Linked DNA regions of Mus musculus: all the other regions are linked to region 2. The links are chromatin contacts, called in public Hi-C and HiChIP or PLAC-seq maps. All regions are on one chromosome and are shown on one strand. The core of a region is the stretch at or near the end of the contact, and the rest is flanking DNA. Distances in the headings are between cores, read along the strand shown. Region 1 has its middle 20 kb from the start of Xkr6. Region 2 has its middle 39 kb from the start of Prss55. Region 3 overlaps Xkr6 (X-linked Kx blood group related 6).

Region 1 (3,224 bases), core at 622-3,121, 460 kb before region 2:
AGACCTCAAGGAAAGAAAAAACTGTTTATTTGCGTGTGACAGTGTACACATCTGTAACCCTACACAGAAGCAAGATGAATCAGGTGTGGCATCGTCCTAAAGTGTGGTTTGAGTTCCTGGCTTTGAGTGAGGGAAACACCAAGGGTGGACATTAGCATCTTCTTTATAAGCCACTGTGCCAATCAAATGATTATCAGGGTTCATGTGTGATGCTTACCAGGGTAGGGCGCCCAGCACATAGCAAGTGCTTTATACATGCTAGCACCTGCCTTCCTTTCTATTCTCTCACTGGTGGAACTTGCCACTGTTCATCAGCAAGTTACACAGCAGAGGGGAGCCCCAGAAGAATGTGATAGAGGATTCAAAGCAGGTCAGCAACTGGTGGTGCTGCCCTAAGGGTGGCTGTATTGGGTTATTGTGGCAGTGACTCTGGAAGACCAGCGTGGACGCAGAGATGGAGGAGCTAAGCATGCTCCTGAAGCGAGCGCTTAGAAGTTTTTTGGGGTTTTTTTTTCCTCTAAGAAAGAAAAAAAGGGGGTGGGATGGGGGGAGGAAGGGTGATCCAAAAGATAACTAAAAACAAGAGGAGAACTGGACATTTCTGACTTCATTCTGTGTGTGTCCCTTACTTTGGAGGTACCTGCTAACCTCTGCACATAAGCAGTGTCTGCCCAGCCCATCTCATTCCCCTTCAAGGCTGACACACAGGGCTAACTCAGGGTAGGAAAGCTGCTGTCCCTAAACCTGAAGTCCAAGGGGATAGCAGAACCTCTCAGGAAAGACGGACTCCATCATCCATAGTGGTGAGGATGCACCCTGTAGTGACTGCCTCCTGAAAACCAGATTGATCCCGACAAATGTTGACGGTATTAAGGGCTTACTTAGATCTTCTTGCAGAACCAGAACTGAGACAGCATCAACCAGATCCACCACACTATGCCCAGGATTGCTAATGGTGGGCATCTCTAGCTCTGTTCCAGCTCTCCTTGGTCTAAACCTAAACCCCACACTAGTACCCCAAGACAGACTCGGGGGTCACTGGACTTCTTTCTTTGTTCAGTGTCCCCTCTGCTTTCATGGCCACTTGTCACTACAATCCGCATTCTAGGCACCAGTGGTCAAGCCTAGCGATTCAGGATTCCCAGAGCTCAGGATTTTGCCATAAAAACTCCAGTTACATTTCAAGTTTGGTAACTTGATTTTGGGGGTTTTGTTTCTTTTATGGTGCAAAGGGATGCCCCCCACCCCCACCCCCAGGGTCGCAGTCACACTCAGCAAGCGCTCATCATCCCAACCCTGTAGCTTTGGCTTCTGGCTTGTTCACTCACCCTCTAACAATTGTTATCATCAATCTGTGCCCTTTTGGGGTGGAAGACACGGAGACACAGGGTTCTGCGGGCATCTGCCATGACACCAGGGCAGAGGTCAGGAAGCTTGTGTGGCGGGGCAAGAAGGTTGTAAACGGGGGCGAGATTTAGAAGGCTGAGGAGAAGGGAAAGGGTCCTCTTTAATCCTATTTGTCCTAGGGGAATTTTCCAAAGCCAGACAAAGGAGCTCCTGTCTAACCCCCAGTCTCACCCGCAGACTGTCCCGGGCAGTCTTTATGCTCCCTTTTCTAGCTGTGCGCACTTGGCTGCACAGATTTTTAAAAGGACAAAGGTTGCTTTAATGGTGTTAATGGGGGGTGATGAGCAAATCATAGTCTTATAACCGAAATGGTTCACTCATTCGTGTGAGCTATTGAGAGCTAAATCTCTTTGGTAGGTGGAGAAGAAAAGGATTTGAAATTGCCTGCCACCCACCTCCTCCGCAGGAGTCGGCATGCATTAATGAGGGAAGGCTCGGCGCACTCCGAGCTCTCTGCAAAGAGGCTGCTTTGCCGATCGCAAACATTACTGTGACTTGCTAGGCAGGACTGGAGAAACCGCGGGGGTGGGAGGCTGGCTGTTGCCTGCGGTGTTTTTCTTCTGGGGCTCCCCCGTTGCCTCTAAAGCAAAATGGCTGCTGAGAAAGGACCCAAGTACAGAGCAGTATTTCTGGATTCTTATTCTTGCAAGCCCCTGGTCAACATGTGGTGCCCTGCTGTGGCACGGTGTGCTCCATTACCCGCTTCTGAGCTTACCTGATGGCAAGCAATTGAAGAGCTTGCAAGCAAGTTAAAGCCTGTTGGAAAACTGAAGGAAGTGGACATCCTAAGAATAATAGGGCTCAGTGAGCCCCAGGACTCCCAGGACAGGGAGAACTGAGTCCCACAAGTGGTCCTCTGATCTCCACACACATCTCCTCCAAAGAAATGAATAGTAAATGTAGTAAAAGTTATTACAGCAAAGGACAGCATACAGATGTAATATGGTCTTGGCATAGTAGCTTAAGACAAAGAACCGTGTACAGAGCATATGTTGAGAAACTGAGGGGCAGAAAATGATCTTAATAGTAATAACAAGAGGGTGGGGGGAGGGAGGAATGGCTGGGTCTGTAGAATCCTGCCTGTGTAAGCAAGCCGGTGTGAGTGAGTTTGATCTCCAAAACTTCTGTAAAAAAGCTGAGTGTGGTGCTTCAGCTTACAATGCCCATGCTGCAGAGCCAGAAACAGGATCCTTGGGACTCATTCACCAGCCAGCCAGTCTATCCTATCCTAGTTGGCAAATCTCAGGCCAGAGAGAGACCTTATTTCAAAAAGTTAGGGTTGATGATCATCTAAAGAATGACATTGGAGATTGACCTCTGACTTCCTTATGCAGGTGCACACATATGAACAACCACAAATTTGTACTTGTATACACATGCCCGCGCACGCACACGCGCGCACACACACACACACACACACACACACACACACACGCACGCGTGCCTCCCCCAACCCCAGCCTCTTTCTCCTGTCATCCCAGTCAGCCAATAGAAGGGTGAGAGAGCATATTTCTCCACTAAAGTGGCACCTCCCAAACTACCCAAACAGAGCCACCAACTGGGAATTCATTATTTAGATGCCAGAACCTATAGGGAATTTCAAATCACCACAGAGTGTGACAGGAGCAAGTGTTACCAGAGGGAGGACTCTTACTCCCACCATGCAGAGGGGAAAAGAGAGGTACAACTGGAGCACTATATGGAGGAAGTAATGAAGACCTGTTGATAGAGCAATCTCCAAGGAAGACAGGTGTCACATTGGACTATATAGAATGGCAAGGGCAGTGGTGTGTGCTATGCTATGGGATACGGAAGAA
Region 2 (3,162 bases), core at 67-2,566:
TAAACCATGCTCTGAGCTGTGACCAGGAAGGGACAGCAGACATACAAGGCTTCTCCTGCACCAGGGACTGGGTCTACAGTGGCTGTATCCCACAGGGAGTGATTTTATATCCACCACCCTTGTGTTCTGTGCACTGCCAACGACAGTTCTCCTGTTATAAAAAGTATGTCTTGGCTGCAAGGTAGCTAAACCTCCGGGAAACAAATGGGGTGATATGTGTGCATCATTTAACCATGAGGCAGCTTGGTGTCTTATTGGGCACAAGTCTCAGGGTGTGTGGTTTCCCTAAAGCCCCCAAGGGCTAGCCTGTCTAAGTGACTATCAGGCCTACCTAAGATCTTATTTGTTTCAGTCTAACTTCCAGAGTGGGGTGAAAAGCCTTTTTTATGGCTGAATTTGACTTTGATGGTGTCATATGTTTTTTGAAGATAACAAATATATGGTTGGGGCTGGGCGAGGTGGTGCACACCTTTAATCCCAGCACTCGGGAGGCAGAGGCAGGCGAATTTCTGAGTTTGAGGCTAGCCTGGTCTACAGAGTGAGTTCCAGGACAGCCAGGGCTACACAGAGAAACCCTGTCTCACAAAACAAACAAACAAACAAACAAACAAAACCAAATATATGGTTTTTGTTTCTCAAATCCATCTTACTTGCTTATATTTTTAAAATAATTCTGTGCATGTGCATATGTGTGTGTTCATGCATGTGACAATGCCTGGGTCTGGAATCCAGAGAAGAATACTCAGGAGTTGGTCAATTCCTTCCACCACTGTCTTTTGAATGCAGGTAGTCAAGCTGGCACAAGTGCTTTTACCTACTGAGCTATCTCAGTGGCCCTAGTCTGTGTCTTTTGGTTGGGAATTTAGCCCATTTATGTTCAAAGTTATAACTGAACGCTCTGTGCTGATTCTTGTCTTCAGTTCATGCCCTAACTACTGGGGAACACGGGAAAGAACTGGAGAAGCTTGCTCTGGGCTCTCCTGGAAGCTCTTGCCATCCAGCATGGGACGGTTGCAAGAGCCCTTCTTGGATTCGTAGCTCTGTCTGCTCCACGGTGAAAAGAAAAGAGGCTTGTAGGCTGACTGGCAGGGGAAGCTCCTGGATGGAGCAGCTCCCCTGGGGAATAGAGCTTACAATACCCAGAGAGTAGTCTCTGTTGATTCTTGAGCGACAGCCTGGGAGAGCCCCCCACCGCCCCCGCCGCCGCCGCCCGCCCCGCCGCCAGCCGCTCAGCTCATTGTCCCACACAGGGTAGTCGGCTCTGATTCTGGGACTCAGTCCTTGAGCCACAGCCTGGGAGAGCCCCTGCTGCCGCCCGCTGCTCATTGTCCAAGTGCTGCCACTTTTCCTCTGCTACATTGTTCCCTTATCAGCATTCCACACACTGTGGTGGCTGCACAGGAAAGCATGGCCACCACTGAGGCTGTCGCCTGGGTGGTGGATGCCAGGTGTCCCGCCACACAATCGGCCCCTCAGGCCCATCCCAGAGCCCGGACAAACTGGTCCACTAGGGCAACATTTGGCTGACCCTGCTCTCTTCAGGGTTGTTAAAGGAGAGAATAAAGAAGAACAGACTCTAGTCCTGGTGACCTCAGGAGGCACGTGTGGCACTGCTGGGTCTCTGCCCTCACTGCGATGTCCCACGGGAACTGAAATCTCTGGTCCATGACGGTGAAGCATAGGCTGGTGCTATGGAGAAAGTCAAGGAAGGCAGGGAAAAGAAAAACGCTTCAGGGACTGCTCTTAATGGACATTAGGCTGGTGGTTGGGAGGAACGGTGCCATCTGTAGTTCCTGAACCGTTTTCTGAAGTGAATGGTTTAGACTCAATATGACAGCTTCTACCCAGGGATTGGGGAACAAGGTCTAGCAGGAAGTGGGAGCAATTTGTTTTGGGTCTGCACTAGCCTAGAATACTCTTGGGCACTAAGGAAGGTGGGTGGTGCTGATGCAACAAATTAAACTATTAGACACCTAATTAAATTTGAATATTTAAATCAGTGAATAAGAGCTTTAAAAATGTCTTATCCCTATGATATGGTGGCAAACACCAGAGTACTGGAGGTGCAGACCAGAGGGTCAGGGTCATCCTCGGCTAATACTGAGCTGATCTCAAATAAATGAAACAAAACAGATATAGTCATGTAATGTTTAGCTCAAACACTTAAATGCTACACTGAAATGCAAGAGTAATCAGGCAATCTGTGTTTTATTTTGTCTCATCCACCAGGAGAGTGAGAGAGACCTCAAGAGGTCTGGGGCAGCCCCTCTCAAAGTTTGGGTCTCAAGCTCTTTTCTGCTTCTTCGGGTAGCACCCATCATCAGGGCTTATGGGTACAGGAGAAGCCTCCCAGCTGTTCTATTACCCTGAAAAACAAAACAAAACAAAGCAAAACAGACAAAAACACAAAAAGCAAAACAAACAAAAACCCACAAAAACAAAACAAAACACCAGCAGCTAGGTTAGTGCTTCATTTACAGGTGGTGTATCTCCCTCGCCCCCTGCTGGCAACATCAGATATTACAGCTTCTTGGTCAGGTCTTGTCCTGGAAATCTCTGAGCCCTGAGTCTGAGACCACCCACCTTTCATCTGCCTGGGGGAAATCAGAAATGTGGATTTTTGTGAAGAAAATCACACTATCCTCTGTGTATCATAATTTCTGAAATATCACCTTACCTTACCCCAGTCAAGTAGGAATTTAGAGAAAATAGCATAATTTTCACCAATTTTATGTACCCAGAGTCTAGAAATTTCTAGAAACAAAAAAAGTTCATGACACTTGTGAGCTAACAAGACTCAAGCCCTTAAGAAGACAGAAACTCTAGGATTGGAGACAAGATAGATGCAGAAGGGTCTCCTCACATCAGAGCAGGAAGTCACTGCCCCAAAGAATTTCAAAGCCCCTTGCTTCTGCATTCTGGTTACCGTGGAACGTTGAATGCACACACACTCCATGTGCCGCTAGGACACCTAGGACACTAGGGCACATCAGTGCTATCTCAACCTCGTGACATCTATGCTCCGAGTGGAACGCTGACAGAGTTGTGAGCCTAAACTCACAAGCATCCTGGGATCTGCAGATGGGGAGAGCTGGGCTTGGTGGTTCCTCAACAGTTTGGAGGTCTTTCAGGAAAACAAGGTGAGATCGTGAGCCCATAGGT
Region 3 (3,217 bases), core at 420-2,919, 410 kb before region 2:
TAAACTGTCAATTCCAAAGGATATACCTCTCCCACTTTCAGAGTGTCTGCTAGCCATCCTTTGTGTTCAGGCAACCATTGCTGTGCTTTCTCTCTGAGGTGCCCCATCCAGAGTTTTTTGTTTTTTGTTTTTTCAAGACAGGGTTTCTCTGTATAGTCCTGGCTGTCCTGGAACTCACTCTGTAGACCAGGCTGGCCTGCCTCTGCCTCCCGAGGGCTGGGATTAAAGGTGTACACCACCACGCCCGGCCAGGGTTTTATAGTAGTATTTTACTCCCATCTTTTGGTTGGGTTTATTTGACTTAGCACAGTTATTTTCAAATGTATTCATGTTTTGTGGGATTATTAGTGCATTCTTTTTATTGCTCAAAAGTGCTGCATTGTATGAAAACACAGATTTGTCCACTCATCTGTTGATAGAGTTACGAATGGATGGGCTCTCAACATTTGGGAACAAGTCTGTGTAGACACTTTCTTTCTTTCTTCTAGGGGAACACCCAGGATAGGGTCATGTGGCAAATTCCTTAAAAGTTTTAAGGAATCACCAAACCATTAGCATTATTTTGTTTTTCAGCAGTATGAGACTTGCTTCCCACTTTTGCTGAAGGCTGCCATAAAAACAAACAAAAGAGCTGGGCGTGGTGGCGCATACCTTTAGTCCCAGCACTCGGGAGGCAGAGGCAAGCCAGCCTGGTCTACAGAGTGAGTTCCAGGACAGCCAGGGCTATACAGAGAAACCTTGTCTCGTAAAACCAAAACCAAAACCAAAAAACCAAAAAACAAAACAAACGAAAGAGTCCGTGGCTTTCTTGTCTGAGATGGTACAGGAGTAAGGCCAAGAGCAGAGTGCACAGGGTTGTTTCCCCCCAGTTCCTCTGCTTGATTGGCCTGTCGTCTCTCCTTTTTTTGGGTGGTCTCTTCCCCTGCCTGCCTGCTCTTGGTGCATCTCTTCTGTACTCTGGCATTCCGTGAGGCTCCGTTTGCCTGTTTTGGATCCAACATACCCATCTCTTCCATCTCCCTCATCTTCTTCCTGTATCTTCATTTTCCTTTTTGTCATCATCTCTCTAAGATGATTTTTTTTTAAGTTGTGTATTTTTGGTGGCTTTGCTATGAAGGTATTTATTTGCTCTTATAGTGTCTTTTCTTTCTTAACAACTGGTGGGATCAGACTTAGTATTTTTGATGCTCATTTTAATGTACAATGTGTTCTTCCCCCGGGGAAGGAATGGTGTGTGTTGTGCGAGTGCATGTGCTTATGCGTGTGTGTGTGTGTGTGTGTGTGTGTGTGTGTGTGTAGCACACATCGCTTCCTCACTGAAATTTTCTGCTTTCCTTTTCCATGTATACCTCACCTGTTCCTTCTAGTTCATTTCCCTTTTGTAATTCTTGTTTTGGGCTTTTACTCTGCTGTCCTGGATGGTCTGGAACTCATTATGTAGACCAGGCTGGCCTTAACTCACTGAAATCCACCAGGCTTCATTGGAATTCATTGTCTTAGCTGAATTCCTGCTTAGCTTAATCACTTCTTTGTCTCCTGGGGGGCGGGGGGGGGGGGTTGCTCTAAAAGGGAGAACCTTTGTTTCCCTGTCTGTCAGACAGCATCTGGGAGACCTAGCCCTGCATTCCTGGGCTTCCAACCTCAGTGGAGTGGGCTCCACACCCTGACTGTGTGTCCCTGTGAGCACTGTTCTGTTGGGCTGTTCTGAGCTGGCTGACTTACCACTGTCTGACCTCTGCACAGAGTCCTCTGCAGCCTGGTGCAGGGTCCCTAGGCTATGGCCTGTGACTGGCATTTGTTCCTATTTGCTGGGGTGTTGGTGTCCACAAGATTCTTGTTGTTGAGTGTGTCAGAAATGATGTGAGTGTTGAATTTTGTTACCTAGTTTTTTAATATTTGAGAAAAAAAATTTTATTCAGAGAGGTAAAGATTTTTATCTTATCACAGACATAAGAGTTTACTTTTATTTTAAATTAACAGCTTTGTCAAGAGGGCCAAGAGAATAGAATTGATTAGTCACTAATACGGCCTCAGGGTTCTCTGGGATGTGACAAGCAGCTGAGTGTGTACTAGTGTATTATTGAAAATCTCATCCTAAGTTCACGTTCTATGAACTGTTCCACATACTGCAGCCTAAAAAGTGCTTCTGACTCAGAGAAATACATTATTTGTTTTGTGTATTTTGCCTAAAGAATATAGAATGTTACAATATAGAATATAGAATTTTACAATAAAATTAGACACTTTGTAAACCCCAAGAATTAGAAACTTAATTATCAATTGCAATCACCCTGTTTTCATCCACTTGAAAGACCCCGTTGGTTTGAGAGTGTTTTAAATGGAAGTACATACAGATTTAATAAAAGTTTTCAGTCATTTTATGTATGGCTCTATATTAGGACTTAATAAAAGTTTCCTTGTTCTCATATTTTTTGTTTTTAAACTAAAATAATTCCTTGTTAATAATTTTGTACTTTTTGTGTTATATGTTAACATGTATTCTGTATTTTTAACAAAAAGGATGAAAGCCCCTTTTCTTTTAACAGTATAATAGAAATAAATACCTTTTTATATCATTAAATCACATTCTACAACAAAATTTTATGGAGTATAGTATTTTATTGTGTTTGTACTATAGTATAATTTGCTGGCTTATTATCGGTCATTTAGGCCCTTTCTAATTTTTGCTGTTATAAATAACACTGTAATAGACACTTTGTGGTAATAGCATCGTGTGTATTCATGATCATTTCCCTAGGTAAATAACTTGTGTTTTTATATTGGAGGTGGGGAAATAAGATATGGAGGGTGAATTCAAAGAGCTTTGGTATAAAAGGTTGTCTAGCACAGACAGTACTATCTGTGAAGTGTGATGTACTGTCCCCGAATATCTAAAACTTGCCCCTCTCAAAGATGTGCCCTGTGCAAAATTGTCACCATGGCTCCAAGTCTGTCAAAGTGGGCTTCCAGCTCGTTTCAAACATAACTGGCAGCACTCTAGTTCTGATACCTAAATGCACTTAAGCTTTTGATAACCGCCTTAAAACACAGCCTTTGCCCCCTCACTCCATTTGCACTCTCTCCCTCATGATATTTTACTGATAGCCAATCACATTTAAGGAAAAAAAATTGTTTAAAGATTTTATATATAGGAGTGTGTGCATACATGCATTTCTGTTGCCACATGTGTGCAGTACCGATGGAGGCAAGAAGTGGG

Evidence for each region. A called contact is a pair of places that touch in the nucleus more often than the background predicts. HiChIP or PLAC-seq counts read pairs in DNA pulled down with a chosen protein or histone mark.
Region 1: a Hi-C map of stem cell-derived motor neurons shows a contact between it and region 2, with 4 times the contacts expected there. The contact joins two enhancer-like sites. A contact is called at or near these places in 1 of 39 promoter capture datasets (hippocampal neurons), 1 of 484 Hi-C or Micro-C datasets (stem cell-derived motor neurons) and 1 of 115 datasets of contacts at active chromatin or transcription factors (embryonic stem cells).
Region 3: an H3K27ac HiChIP or PLAC-seq map of extraembryonic endoderm stem cells shows a contact between it and region 2. The contact joins two enhancer-like sites. A contact is called at or near these places in 1 of 115 datasets of contacts at active chromatin or transcription factors (extraembryonic endoderm stem cells) and 1 of 9 other capture datasets (embryonic stem cells).

Annotation. Positions count from the first base shown.
Region 1 is chr14:63,584,645-63,587,868 of GRCm38.p6, forward strand. No RefSeq gene overlaps it. Among named protein-coding and RNA genes, the nearest start is that of Xkr6, 20 kb to the right of the region's middle. RefSeq lists an enhancer at 685-2,893. Within about 2 kb of position 1,872, at least 74 of the 459 cell types and tissues checked have an H3K27ac peak or open chromatin away from gene starts, as enhancers often do. A contact at or near this core is called in stem cell-derived motor neurons, where this site is marked.
Region 2 is chr14:64,045,120-64,048,281 of GRCm38.p6, forward strand. No RefSeq gene overlaps it. Among named protein-coding and RNA genes, the nearest start is that of Prss55, 39 kb to the right of the region's middle. Within about 2 kb of position 1,317, at least 26 of the 459 cell types and tissues checked have an H3K27ac peak or open chromatin away from gene starts, as enhancers often do. A contact at or near this core is called in extraembryonic endoderm stem cells and stem cell-derived motor neurons, where this site is marked.
Region 3 is chr14:63,636,887-63,640,103 of GRCm38.p6, forward strand. The region is part of intron 1 of Xkr6 (X-linked Kx blood group related 6); the gene reads left to right. Among named protein-coding and RNA genes, the nearest start is that of Gm38524, 11 kb to the right of the region's middle. Within about 2 kb of position 1,670, at least 26 of the 459 cell types and tissues checked have an H3K27ac peak or open chromatin away from gene starts, as enhancers often do. A contact at or near this core is called in extraembryonic endoderm stem cells, where this site is marked.